Regions from separate parts of the Mus musculus genome. Here region 2 is linked to region 1. A link is a contact called in public Hi-C data. All regions are on one chromosome and are shown on one strand. Each heading gives the region's core, a stretch centred on a gene start, on an enhancer-like site or on the middle of the called end of the contact. The rest is flanking DNA. Distances are from core to core; before and after follow the strand shown. Region 1 has its middle 20 kb from the start of Gm47978. Region 2 overlaps Bmp6 (bone morphogenetic protein 6).

Region 1 (7,240 bases), core at 2,484-4,983:
CTCTGAAAGTGTAAGCCAGCCCCAACTAAATGTTTGCCTTTATAAGAGTTGCCTTGGTCATGGTGTCTCTTCCCAGCAGTGAAACACTCAGTAACCAGCAGCATCAATAGAGGCACATCAGTTCATAAAAGAAGACTAAGGCACCTATGTGTGTGGGGTGTGGGGTGGGTACACATGCCTGTGAAGGCCTGAGGAAGACCTGGGGTGTCTTGCTCCACCACTCGCTCTCTCTACCTTATCTCCTTGAGACAGGATCTTCTCCTGAACCTTTAGCTAGCTGTTTTTCAGCAGACCTGAGGGGTTTGTTCATTGGTTCCCATTGCCAGCACTGGGTTACCGGTGGTGACCACACCCGGCTTTGTACATAGGTGCTGTCATCCCATTGCTGGTTCTCATCCTTATTCATGAACCATCTCTCCAGTAGGATACACTTTACTGCAGGGTGGGGCTTCTTAATGATTGACATCTGGGCCGACGCAGCTTTGATGTGAGGGCTGCTCTATAGGATGCTTAGCAGCTTTCTAGCCTTTACATACCAGGTGCCAGCATCATGTACCACCTGACCCACGGAGACATTGCAAGCCATAATGCCCCACCAAATGTCCCCAGGACAAGGAGGAAGACAAAATGGCGAGTGGTTTTGAGTCAGTCACTAGTTCAAAGAGGCTGAGGTAGGTTCTCTTTTTGAAAAAGTGTAATTACATACAACATCTGTATGTGTGTGTATTCGAGTGTGTGTGGGTGTTTGCCACAGCACAGACGTGGGAGTTGGAAGACAGAACGTGAGAGTCCATTCTTTCCCTTTGCTGTGGGAGATTGTCATCAGGCTTGTGGCAGCAAGTGTTTTTACGTTCTGAGCCATCTCGCTGTCTTAAATAGACCTTATGTTTATCTCCATAAGCTTTCACAGAAAGCAATTATTTCTTCGGTTTAAAACAAAACAAAACAAAACAAAACAATCAAAAACCCCCTCCAAAACAAACAACAACAATAACAAAATCAAACTCAGTGATGACTCTCAAGGGTCATCCAATTTCCAAATCTCAGACTTTTCTCTATTTGCCTAACACAGGTAAATTCTGAGCATAACTGAGGCTTCACAGCCAATCCAGGAGCAAATCCTGGCAGTTAGTGATTCTGTTTGCTAGGACCTGAGGCTTGGTCATCTAGTACCTCACAGTTCTGTACGTTACAAGTCTGATGTCAAGGCCTCTCTCTGTGGTGGGCCGATGGTGTCTTCTCCTATGTTCTTGTATGGCTTCAGGGTCTGTCTGTGTTCTAACTTCCTCTTTTTAAACATTGGATGAAAGCCAACTCTAATGACCTTGTTTTACTTTGACTGCCTCTTTGAGGTCCTGTCAGGAATATGCCACACTTTAAGGTCAAGACTTCCACATATGAATAGAGGGGACATACGTCAACCTGTGATATTAGTGATCTGATCATCTCAGATCATCACAGAGCCAAGTGTCCCTACCACCAACACTTCCCACCTCTATCAAAAGAGTTCCAGAAGGTAGCCCCAATCAAAATGGCCACCATTGACCACTGCCCTCAGCACCCTCCCTCCTATGCCCTTAGGTCATCTCCGACAGTGACACACACATTCCTCTCTGGGTTCCTGACTACACTGTTTGGTCATCCTGAGTGTACCTGCTATATTGGGATCATCTCAGGACCGCTCCTGGCTCATCTATCCCTTGAAACTAGAGATCAAGCAGGGTTCAAAGTGACCGTGCCAGTCATAAGCTCCGGGGCTTCAAACTCAGGCAAAGAACTCCCCTAAAGCGCCACAATATTGCTAATCTTAGGTGAACTAAGGCATGCCCCAGTTAGGAACTGCAGCCAGCAGGGAAGAGGTCTCCTGGGAAGCCCTCACTCTTAGAGAGACATCCTGTTTACCATGAGTCACTTGTGAGAGTGTGTCAGCTAGAGTCTTCTGGTAACTTGCTAATGAAATGCTCTCTGTTAAGGATGTATATAGAAAGGTATAAATAGGTGGAAGGTTTTCTAAATAACCCTGGCTCACGGTGAAGTGGTAAGGGAGTTATTAGTTCTTTTCAAGGCGAAACAAAGCAGCTCTTCAGCCTCTCTTACCGCGCTTCAGCTTCCAGCTTCATCCTAGGACAAACAAGTCACCCCCCATTTAAAGAAAATGAAATCGCTGTTCATGATGGGGTGGCTTCAGAAAAAAAAAAAAAAAAAAAAAAAAAAAAGCCTGGCCTCTGGAGTTCCAACTTTAGTGGGCCTCATTCTTACAGACTCGAAACCTTGTGGTTTTTTGGTAGGAGGTAATTTCTGTGCTGGTTGGGATTTGAAGGAGCTGGCCCGCAGTTCAACCTTGCTTAAATTAGAACAAGATGTCACCCGTGGTCTTGCTCCCGTAGTGGGCTCTTGAAAGTAGACTGTCAGAGGGATACATCTTAGGCCATTCCTGGGGATTCCTGTTAGTTTCCATGACCAGAAATGACACCGCCATTCTGTCACTGCCCTTCCTGAACTGAGTAGGGACTGTGAGTTGTTATGGGTGGTTTTCTTTTTCTTTCTTTTTTCTTTTCTTTTCTTTTCTTTTCTTTTCTTTTCTTCTCTTTTCTTTTTTTTTTCCAGGCAAATGAAGGCAATGGCAAATAATATTTCATAAAAACAAGTGACAAATTTCACTCAAGTTACTGACACATTCAAGGAAAAAATGAGTTTTTGCTTTGAAGCTAACCAGAAACAAATGGGACCATTTCTCCAAAGGAAAGGTTGCGAGCTTAGTTATGATCCATGTCCCAGAAATCTAGGAAATTATACATACCGTCCCCCTGTTTATAATATGAATAACATGATTGTGTGCTGGGGTCAGTTATAGGTCAGAGGAGAATTTACTGCTTGAAACAGCAACTGTATCAAGGCAGAAAAGAGAGCCATTAACCCCTTATCGACACCACTCAAATGCCTGCATTTTAAGGAAAACTTTGGCAACTCCTTAACGTTAGGACCTGAGTATCCAATGTCTGTAGAGACCTGTCCGAAATTTTCTCTAATGAAAATATTTGGGAGACCTAGAAGCAGGGAATGGTAGAGGCTGTCTCACCTCCAGGAGGCCAGGCTGTGTTGCTCTCAAGCGAATTGTATGTGGTGTCAGAATGAAGCTGTCTGCAGATAGCTTCATTGTTCTGGGTTCTGGGGATGAAATGTTGTGGTTGGTCCTGCCGTACTGTTCGGGAGCTTAAAGTTGTAAGTGCGCTGGGAGTTTTTCCAAGTGCTGTTTGCTTTGTCTCCATTTAGTTTACCAACCATGGAGTGCATGCTGTCTTTTTTTTAAGGGATGAGGGATACTTGGCCCAGAGAGGTTAAGCAAGCAGCGTGCACTTTAATGTACAGTAAAAGGCCTCACACCCAAGCTTCTCGGAGTCCAGAGAACTCTTCCCTCGCATGAGCGAGCCCATACCAGATGCTGAAGGTCACAATGGAAGAGTGCAGGCGGGAAATCAGGCCAGGCTGAGGGGTCCCTGGGGTCCTGCCTCAGTCACAGTTTACAGCCGCTCCCTGCCTGACTTCACTGGGGGTGGGGTGTAACAACACTGAAACTCAAGCGGCAGTCCCCAGTTCAGCCTAGGGGGCGAGGGAAGAAGAAAGAGGGTGTGTGGAGGATGCGTGGATGCGGGTCCATTGGCAGCCCTAGGGCGAGCAGACCAGGGAGGGATCTGGAAGGCTAGACCCAGCTGGGAAGGGCCTATGGCCGCGTGGGAGGAGGGTGCGGTCCCAAGGCAGGATTGTTTATAAGCACCCCTGGCCTTTTTAAAGCACCAGCGGATGGCGCCACCGCCTTCGCTTCTACTTGAAATCCTCTGTGAGTCACGGGGGCGGGGGGGGGGGGTGGTGGTGGTGCCTTTCAGCCACCTGCAGTCCCCAGTCTGCCCCTCTGTAGAAAATGTAGCCCAGCCAGGGAGCAGAGGGTTGGGTGTCCCGCAGTGATGCGGACCAGCTGTGGGCAGATTGCTCATGAACTCTGCATCCTCCTTTGGGGGTTAGGATACCCATCTTATGCAATTCTTGTCCAGCTCTGTGCAGCGTTTAGAAAGAATGTCTGGCACCCAAGAAAAGCTCAGATACTATTAGTTTCTGAGAGAAAGAGAGAGAGAGAGAGAGAGAGAGAGAGAGAGAGAGAGAGAGAGAGAGAGAGAGAGAGAGAGAGAAATTGTCGTTGCCTGTTTCTGCCGGTGTTTCTGCGAATGATCCTGTTAAGGAGCGGTGATAGTAATGTCTTTGAAAGCATGCATGCCAATGGCTCTGCTTCTCTTTTACTCTAGCCTTGCAATGTTCCCAGACACCATACTTAGGATAGAAAAAATAAATAAAACATGGCCCCTTAGATCCTGTGAGTTCAAGGCCAGTCTGATCAAAAGGGGCAGTTTCAGGACAGCCAGGGCTACACAAAGAAATCCTATCTCAAAAACAACAACAACAACAAAAACAAAAAACAAAAAAAAAATAAAACAAACAAACAAAAAGCCCAAACCAAACAAACAAACAAACAAAACACAGGCAAAACAGCTGCTACATATAGCTCCCCAAAGCAGTTAAGGGCGGTTATCCTTGTAACCAGACCTGGCCTTTAACTCTCAGAGATCCCCTTGCCTCTGCCTCCTGAGTGCTAGGGTCAAAGGCCTAAAGTGCCAACACCACCCCGCTTGCCCTTGTTTCTAAGTAGGATCTAAGCTGGAGCTTGCTGTTGTAGCGCTTTGGACTCCTCTTGCTGGTGAGAGGCCAAAATCCAGTTTGCAGCTGCCTTGCTCAGGCCGGCCTTCTTCCTTCAGATTCTGACTCCTGGCATGTGTTTAGCTCAGTGCTACAAGCTGCCAGCTTCCCCGGGCAGGATGCAGACCCAGGAGCTTTGAGTGCCCACTTCAGGTCCCATTTTCTCCACCTGGCTTCCAAAATTTGCTGATGGTTTCTCCTTTGTCTGATTTCCCCAGCTGGACATTCATCTTTCCACCCTAACTGCCCAGCCTGCTGACTGCGTTCATGGCCCCAGATGCAAAAACCAGCCACATAAGCTGTGGGTGGGATAAACCCGTTGCTCAGTATCTTCAAGCTGAATAGCCCTTGATGGCTAGGGCAGCTAAAGACAGCCCGGACAAGACAAGCCAGGAAGTGGGAATGGAATTAGCACATTCAGGAGAAGGTGGGACTGTGGACTGTGTAAAGGCCTGGGATCCCTAGAAAGGAAAGGAAAGGCTGGGAGAAGATGATGGGTACAGAGGGAGAGAATGGAGAATTGAAAGCCATGCAAGTGCTTAGGTAGTACTAGGGACAGTACAAGGATGAAAGAAGCATCCTCACATTTGGGGAAGATGCTGTGAATAGCCGACAAGATGCATGACACTGTTGCTCTCTGAATAAGGCTCTACACGATGTGCCTTTGAAACATGAAGTTCTCTTTAAGCAATGTTGTTTCCTGTGGGCATCAGGCAAGGCTTAGGAAATTCTTGCATTGCTTAACGATGAGTATACCCTCTAAGGAAGGCATTTCTGGTGTGTGTGGGGCGGTTACTTTGTCGCTGTGTGAGCATCCTAAGACCACTCACACAAACCTGCACGCAACAAGCCAGTCACCTCTTGTAGCCTCTTGATGCAGCCTAGAAATACTAGCCGCAGGATGGACAAGTGTCACAGGGCTGGTGACTTTACAAAGTTTGTATGAGTAAGGCGCGAGAGCTGTAAGAATGATACACGAAAAGCCAAGGTGCACAATGGTAATGTCGTCACTCGTGGCTGCTGTGGATCGTGCATGCCTGTGTGTGTTTCACTTTAACACACAGCCTCACCGCAGACACATGATGGGTACCCCACTATGTATTGATGACTTCAGTGGGAATGGTGATGGGAACGATCCAGCTCCGTTAGTATCTTCATCACTATATGAGTCTGTCACTAACTAAAATGCCATTATGGAGCAAGTGATTGATGGGGTCAGACAGGCTAAGAGCAACAAGCAAACTTCATATTTCAATGTCCACAAAAATTCACAAAGAAAATGTCCATGTTGTGTTGGTCTGGGAATTATCACTGTGCTGTCTCTGGACTCTATGGTCTCTCCCTCTGTCTCTCTGTCTGTGTCTGTGTCTGTGTCTGTGTCTGTGTCTGTGTGTCTGTCTGTCTGTCTGTCTGTCTGTCTCTCTCTCTCTCTCTCTCTCTGTGTTACTTGAGATAGAACACAGGAATTTGTGCATGCACGTACACTACCCCGAGCTACACCTCTATTCCTTGTCTCTCTTTGACATTGAAGTATTCCATATATGATCCAAGAGATTGCCAAGAGAGGGGTCACCATGATAGACCATCCTGCTGGCGAGGGGGGGGTGGTTCATGGGTCAGGCCTAGATGTATCTTAGATAACTTCTACCAACTCCACATTCATAGTACCCAGGCTTGCTTCCCTAACTGCTAGCAGACTGGAAAATGTGGGTCTGGAAAAAGAAAAAGGAAAGTGGGATTTGATGAATATATAGCATTGTCTCTGCTACCGCTGGCAGCTTAGGAGCTGTTATTTACAGCTCAATCGCAGTGATAGAGCATCTGTGCCTGTGCATGTCGGGATGTGGAGAACATTTTCTATTATAGCTGCTCCCGCCACTGGAAATGAAGCATCTTGAGTTGGTGATGCGCTCAGCCTATCAGATCTGAACAAGGAGCTCAGCACTCACACAGCGCACTGTGCGGGACTCACTGTTCCCTCTTATGCTTTCAAGGCTGCGTTTGTCCCTCAGCCCCAAGGAGGAGGAAGGGCCAACACAGGCCATATGATAGCCATATCTTACCAGCCTAGGAAAAGACCCAAATTCCAAATTCAGGTTCTGATGAATGTACATCAATTTCACGCCTTCATAAAGTTGAAAAAATTATCCATTTGAATCATCTAAAGCCAGGGGCCACAGTCCTCTGCTTCTGCCTGGACTGGCCAGTCCGCTGTTAATAAATACCCTCAATAGGAAATCGGTGAGTGAGATCACTCTCTTGTGCTAAATGGTTGATGTTGGCTAGTGAAAAGAAGAGTGGTTACTTCCTGCCTGTTTGATTGTGTCGAGACACGAGCTCTTTATGTGCCCTCGAACTCGCCACATAGACAAAGATGGCTTTGAACTCAGAAATCCACCTGCCTCTGCATCTCAAGTACTGGGATCAAAGGTGTGCACCGCCACACCAGGCTAGAGGCGTTACTCTCTCTGATTACGTAAGCAGGAACACAAGG
Region 2 (6,524 bases), core at 2,318-4,817, 140 kb after region 1:
CTAGAGGCAAATACAAAGAAAATAAAGTGTCCCTGTCCTACTTTGCTTTCCATTGCTGTGATAAACCATGACCAAGAACAACTCAAGGAAGAAAGGGTTTGCTTCATCTTTCAATTCTCAGGTAACACTTAGAAACACCTTGGGTAATGTTTGACCACTGAAGGAAGCCAGGGCATGAACCTAGAGGCAGAAACTGAAGCAGGGGCCGTGGAGAAATGCTGTTGATTGGCTTGTCCTGTCCTGGTTTGCTCAGCCTGCTGTCTTATACAACCCAAGACCACCCGCCTGGGTGTATCACCACCCACAGTGGGCTGGGCCCTCCCACATCAATCACTAATCAAGAAAGTGGTCCCCACAGGCTTGCCTCTGAGCCAATTTGGTGGAGACATTTTTTTTTTTTCCTAGTTGAGGTTCTGTCTTCCCAAATGACTGTTCTGTCAATTTGACAAATCTAACCAGGACATTTGTTAACTTATACTTTGGAGAACTTTTTTTTTTCTTGCCACTTAGATTTAAACAAAAAAGAAAAACCCTGTCTCCATCTGCCTCTGCGTTAGCTAAGCTTTTCTTTTAGCCACTTAAAGCATAGGGGTTTCCCATGGCTCACGCTTCCGGAGAGCACGGTCGATCACGGCACGGTGACTGGAGCGCTCAGGTTTTGGCAGAGCCTGGGAAGTGGCTGCCTTACATTTTCACAGAACAGGACACAGAGAGCAAAAGTGGAAAGGGCCAGGCTATACCATAACCAATCATCCAAAGGTCTGGTCCCAGGGACCCAACTCTGTCAGCCATGCCTCCTGCCCAGAAGGGTCGTAACTTCCTAAAACAGCAGCTCCAAGTTGGTCCTCAGTGTTCGAGCATGAGCCTACAGCAGACACCTGACAGTTAAAACATAACAGCTGCCATCTGTATTTTCCCAGGGCTTCCCAGGGCTTCAACATCCCCTTTCTTTTTTCCTTGCCTCCCTCTCCCCCTTTTGTTATTTGATTTAGTGACTCAGAGTTTTCAGGTATCTCTGTTACCTACTGGCACTGGACCAAAGTTTATTTAAGTGACTAATTTTATCTTACTCCTGGACTTTAATGGAGATAAGAATTTAGAACATAAAGACACACAAGTATCATGGAAGGGGCCTCTTCCTCCTCTACAATTAGAAAATCCATTTATTTAATGAATCTCTAATGTCTTCAGGTGTGTGTGTGTGTGTGTGTGTGTGTGTATGTGTGTCTGTCTATGTCTCTCTGTGTGTATATCCCTGTGTCTATCTGTCTGTGTGTTTCTTTCTGTGTCTCTTTGTCTGTGTGTCTCTCTGTGTGTATCTGTGTTTTTGTGCCTTTGTGTGTGTGTCTGTGTGTGTCTCTCTCTGTATAATGTCTGTGAGTGTGCATGTCTGTACATGTCTATGTGAGTCTATGAGTGTATCTCTCTCTCTCTCTCTCTCTCTCTCTCTCTCTCTCTCTGTGTGTGTGTGTGTGTGTGTGTGTGTGTATTTATGTGTAGGTCTATGACGCTAAGGATTGAATTCTGAGTGCCACACACTCTCTCTTCCTTTGAGCCCTGTAGTGACAATACTGGAGTTTTTTGTTTCTTTAAACACACACACACACACACACACACACACACACACACACACACACACACAGGCTGGAGAGATGGCTCAGCATTTAAGAACACTTCCAGAGGTCCTGAGTTCAATTCTTAGCAACCACATGGTGGCTTACAACTATCTATAGTGAGTTCTGATGCCCTCTTCTGGTCTGCAGGTATACATGCAGATAGAGCACTCATAACATAAATAACACACACATACACACACAGAGAGGGGGGGGATGGGAGATATTATAATTTTTTTTTATCCTAGGTGTGGGCTGTGGGGCTGTTTCAGGTTGTCCACAGCAGCTGACTGTGATTTGCCTCATGCTCTAGCAAGGGCTTGATTTTGCCAGCTGCAGATAGTTTCTCTGTGACCATGTGATGTTTGGAATTCTGGGAACTTTTCAGAGGGTATGTAAATGCTAGGTCCCCAAGAGGGTGGGAGTGGGCACTGGGGGCTATTGGTGGTTGTTGGTCCAGGTTGGTTAGGTAGTCATGTGCAAAGAAAGAAACAAGAAGAAATGAAATATTCTACCTATAAAGATCAAATTTGTCCCAAGGAGCTCGAGGCTCCTAAGCAGCAGAAAGTAGTCCAGCAATAACGTCACCCCTTTCTGACCCTGATTTTATCTGGGGATCACACCCCTTTCCTTTCTAGCCCTTTGTCTCTCATCTAGTGCTAGGGGATTAAAAGGGTGGAAGAGGGTGGAGAGGGTGGGAGAAAGAAGAACCCACAAAGTAGCCAAAGGCCAGCCACACAGCCCTGCAGACCTAGTGGTTTTTTTTTTTGGTTTTTTTGTTTTTGTTTTTGTTTTTTAATGTGTTAGTCACAGTCTTAGGTTCAAGAAACAGAGCTGCCCTGCCCTTCCATCAGTGTCTGTTCTATACATAGGAAGAGTCTGCTCGAAAGCCATTCAGTCCAAGAAGGGGACCTGTTACTGAGCGTAGAAGAACTGTCGTCATTTTTCCTGACTCTATTTCTGATTCCATGGCCAAACTAGGTATCTAAGTATTAGCTTTCGTTTACTGAGAATGTGTGTGTATGCACATGCATACATATTACATAAACGTTTTACTTTTCCCCACTTCAATATGGTGCTTGCCAAACTTTGCCAGGGCGATTAAAAAAAAAAAAAGCCCTTCACAGAATTCTAATTATTAAATCCTAAGTACTTGTATTGTTCCAGGTTTAACCCTATGAATATAATATCTTTGAACAGGTGAAAATTCCCTTGTCTATTTTGAGTTTTGGGCATATCTAGATTTTCTGTTAGAGCTAACAAGAAGGATTAGCAGTCTCACCTGGTATCCTTTCAGGATAGCCTGGAGTAATTGCCAAGTTCCTGGGCAATGCTTTATACAACGTGGAGTTCATAAAGGCTATCTTTTTGGATAATGCTACACACTGACAACACAGGTGTGTTAAGTGTCCATATCTATTCTGTGTACATATCATTATGGTCTTGGTCACAGGCATTTGTAAGTGTCGAGTAAAACCTGCATCGTTTTAACTTGAGACCCTGGAGGCTGCCATTCCTGTTCCCTGTTATATTCACTTAAAGAAGCAAGCTTGCTCTGCTCTCCTGTTGGAGTGATTTAGGATGGAATATTAATGGCATGGCTGCAGGGGACACATAGGAGGGAAAGCAGGTCTAGCCCTGTTGGCGTTTTGGAAAGGTCTCAATTAACAGGAATAAGCGGGAATCAGTAAGCATGTATTTTGTGACTAACCACAGAAAACAGTGTCACTATCCGGCTCAAGAGCTTTGCCGTTTTCTAAGGGCCTTTGTAGGAAAGCAAAACACAACCCCGTGAGGAGCATGTTGAGGGTCAACGAGACCATGAATTATTCTAGCACAGAAGTCAGAAGGCCATTAAAAGCTGAAAACAAAATACAGTGTGTAAAGTGGCCCAGGGAGGATGAATGGGGTCGGCACGGAAGGCACATTGGAGTCTGCTTATCTCTGGTTGGACCGACACACAACTCCAGCCTCATGACTGCTCAAGTGTGAAGGGTCCACTTGGAAAGAATGTGCCCTTTCACACACAAACATGGCTGCATTCTGAGCCACGAGTCAGCAATGCACTTCAGAATATTAGCACCAAACATGTCCACAGAGCACACCCAACTTAATTAAATTGACCAGTTGCATCCGCCCTCCCAGGGTGAGTGGTCCCTTGTGTTTCTAGCACCTGGACCTCTTGTTTCAGAGATCAAGGCCCTCAATGGAGGATGACATATTTTGTAATCTATCCCTTCTTGGTGAAGGTGTTTTCTTTGTTGGCAATCACTTTGTAGGGAAAGTGAGATGTTAATCTCTCATGTCTTGTTCCCAGGACTTCCAGACAGCTAATTGACTTACACAACTACCGTTGTGACCCTTTAAGGTTCTCGTCTTGTAGCTATGTGAACCGTGACTTCCTTCCTTCCCTTACAGGGATACTTGACTTCTGTCATGAGAATGCATTGTCTTGGCTCATGATGTCTTCTGTGATTCTAAGGACCACATCCTCACTGAAACTACCAAGCACAGCGGAGTGGTGAATAGCGACTTCTGCTGCTGGCGTCTGCCCTTAGTTGTTCGCCTCTGTGAATTTGCTGACATTGCAGTGTTTTATATCCCAGTGGAATTAGTGCCTTCCACTTAAGGCTAAAATTAGTTTATCTTATATGAGCGGAAATTGGATTACTAATTTTTTTAAAAAAAGAAAAATATAGTTTAGAATTAAAGTCCCATGTTGTGAGAGGCCAGCTCATTTAACATAGTGAAGAGACAAGAAATAAAGCAGTCTCTGTAACCTGGGATGAAAGGGGATATTAACTCTCCTGTCCAGTGTGAGTCATAATACTGAATTGTAAACTGTCTCCAGCATTATCTTTCTGATAAGAGGACTCTACAGTCTACCGGCTACCCCATCCCAATCCTTAACAACACTCTTGGCTCTAATCTGAACATCTCTTGATTCAACTTGTGTCAGTGTTCTTTTTACTCTTGAAAATAGAAATCAGCGAGCAAGCCAGATGGTCCAGTGGGTAAAGGCTCCTGCGGTGAAGCCAGACAAACTGAGTTCAGTCCCCAGAGCCAACATGGTAGAAAGACAGGACTGACTCTCAAAAACATCCTCTGATCTTCATACGCTTACTTTTCTCAACACACACTAAAAATGACTAATGTAATAAATTTAAAAATATATAGTGACTGGTAGGAGAGAGGAGGAGGTTGGGGGAGGATGTTTGAAAAAGTCATATGGAAACCAGCTACCTTTTAAGTTATACACACACACACACACACACACACACACCAAAACAAAACAACAAAAAACCACATGTTTAATTGGAGTTGACATGGGAGAATAACCCACCTGGAAACTACAGACTGATGAACAAAAAGCCCAGTTCAAATTATAGGAAACCTTCCCTTTGAGTCGTTGGCTGGGTGTGTCCCAAAGACCCCTCAAAATAATACAGGTTATGGCCATTGTTCTTGGTTGCCTATCAGAACTTTATGATAAGATTCTATTGCTGAAGACAACTGAGCCATAGAATATGGAAAAATTGAGCTGGTATTGACCAACAGGCTTCCTCAATACTGGCTAGCTTTCATAGTATTAGGAGGTACTATGTCAGCTATTGAGGGGGAGATCGTCTATAGTTTGTGGATTTGTGAACTTCAGTAATGGCCTATATGGCCAGACATGCCAGTAGGTGCAATAATGGCACAAATGTTATGGGTATACCTGGCCACTTGCAGATCGGATTTAAGGTCTGATCCACACACATGGAAGAGTAAATCTGATTAAGAACCCATGGCTGAGAGCTCAGGGTAAACCTACTACCGCTATTTACTAAATGGACATGGTATCAACTGCCCTATAAACTCAAAGATCTCTCGCTCTTCATAGATTAGTGAGATTATCAGTCCTCACCAGAGAAGCCTCTTTGTACAGTAGATGGCAGCTAACACCGAAATTACAACTGGCCCAAATGCAGAAGAGAAGTGTCTGTGGAGTGCTCAGTCATAATGTGGGACATTTATGTCATATTCCTCCTCCACAAGGCTTAGAGATTGTCACAGAAAAGACAATAAAATGATCCTAAGAAAGAGAGAAGTCAGGGAAGACTGGGGCAAAGCAGTATGTTCTGGACATGGCAAGACTGTTTCACTCACGAACTCATAGCATCTGAGACCGCCTGTACAAGATACAAGATGAAGCCAGTCAACACTACAGCATGTAGGAGGAAGGGGTTCGTAGTGCCCCTCCCCAACTCCAGCTGAGCTGCTGTTGATATGTGATGGCTACTAAGGTTTCTATTAAGGGTGGTGCCTTTGGTAGATTAGCGGTGTTTCAGTGGATGGCCCCACACCTATGCATGTAAGGACAGTAGAAATCGGATTCAATGGATTATTTGAAGGAAACAAAATTTCATAAAATTGGGATGCAGTTTGGGGTATGGAAGGTAGATGCAGGAGGAGTTAGGGGTAGGAGTAGAGGTGAATATGACCAAAAATACATTGTAAGCATGTATGAAACTCTCGACAAATTAGTAAAAGCACTATAGTAGAAAAGAAACAGAAACCAGTGGGCAATTGTCCTATAGAGTAGTCTCCTAATGGTTATAGTTGACAGAGTGGTACACTCCGGGATTCCTCACGTTCCATCTCCAGTCTTTTAATGCATACATTGATTGTCCAAGCGTGGTCTGTAATTCAGCAATGTCAGGGTCTCCTGAGGACCTTCTAAGTGAGCCTCTGGGAGCCTACACAAGATCTGCTAAGCCAGAGTGTTGGGTGTGGGGCCCAGAAATTTGACTTGTCACTGGCCCCCAGGATGTATGCTGAATCTAATGTATGTTTGGTGTGTAGACAGTTGACACGACCAGTCACAAGAAAGAAGCTTGCCCTGCCCCACATCTGACACTTCAAATTCAT

Evidence for each region. Hi-C and Micro-C count contacts between places; a contact is called where the count stands out from the background.
Region 2: a Hi-C map of nephron progenitors shows a contact between it and region 1, with 2.6 times the contacts expected there. The contact joins two enhancer-like sites. A contact is called at or near these places in 5 of 484 Hi-C or Micro-C datasets (embryonic stem cells, nephron progenitors and reprogramming fibroblasts) and 1 of 115 datasets of contacts at active chromatin or transcription factors (pancreatic cancer cells).

What each region holds. Positions count from the first base shown.
Region 1 is chr13:38,286,903-38,294,142 of GRCm38.p6, forward strand. No RefSeq gene overlaps it. Among named protein-coding and RNA genes, the nearest start is that of Gm47978, 20 kb to the left of the region's middle. Within about 2 kb of position 3,734, at least 41 of the 459 cell types and tissues checked have an H3K27ac peak or open chromatin away from gene starts, as enhancers often do. A contact at or near this core is called in nephron progenitors, where this site is marked.
Region 2 is chr13:38,426,309-38,432,832 of GRCm38.p6, forward strand. All of the region lies in intron 1 of Bmp6 (bone morphogenetic protein 6), which reads left to right. Among named protein-coding and RNA genes, the nearest start is that of 4930579J19Rik, 32 kb to the right of the region's middle. Within about 2 kb of position 3,568, at least 4 of the 459 cell types and tissues checked have an H3K27ac peak or open chromatin away from gene starts, as enhancers often do. A contact at or near this core is called in nephron progenitors, where this site is marked.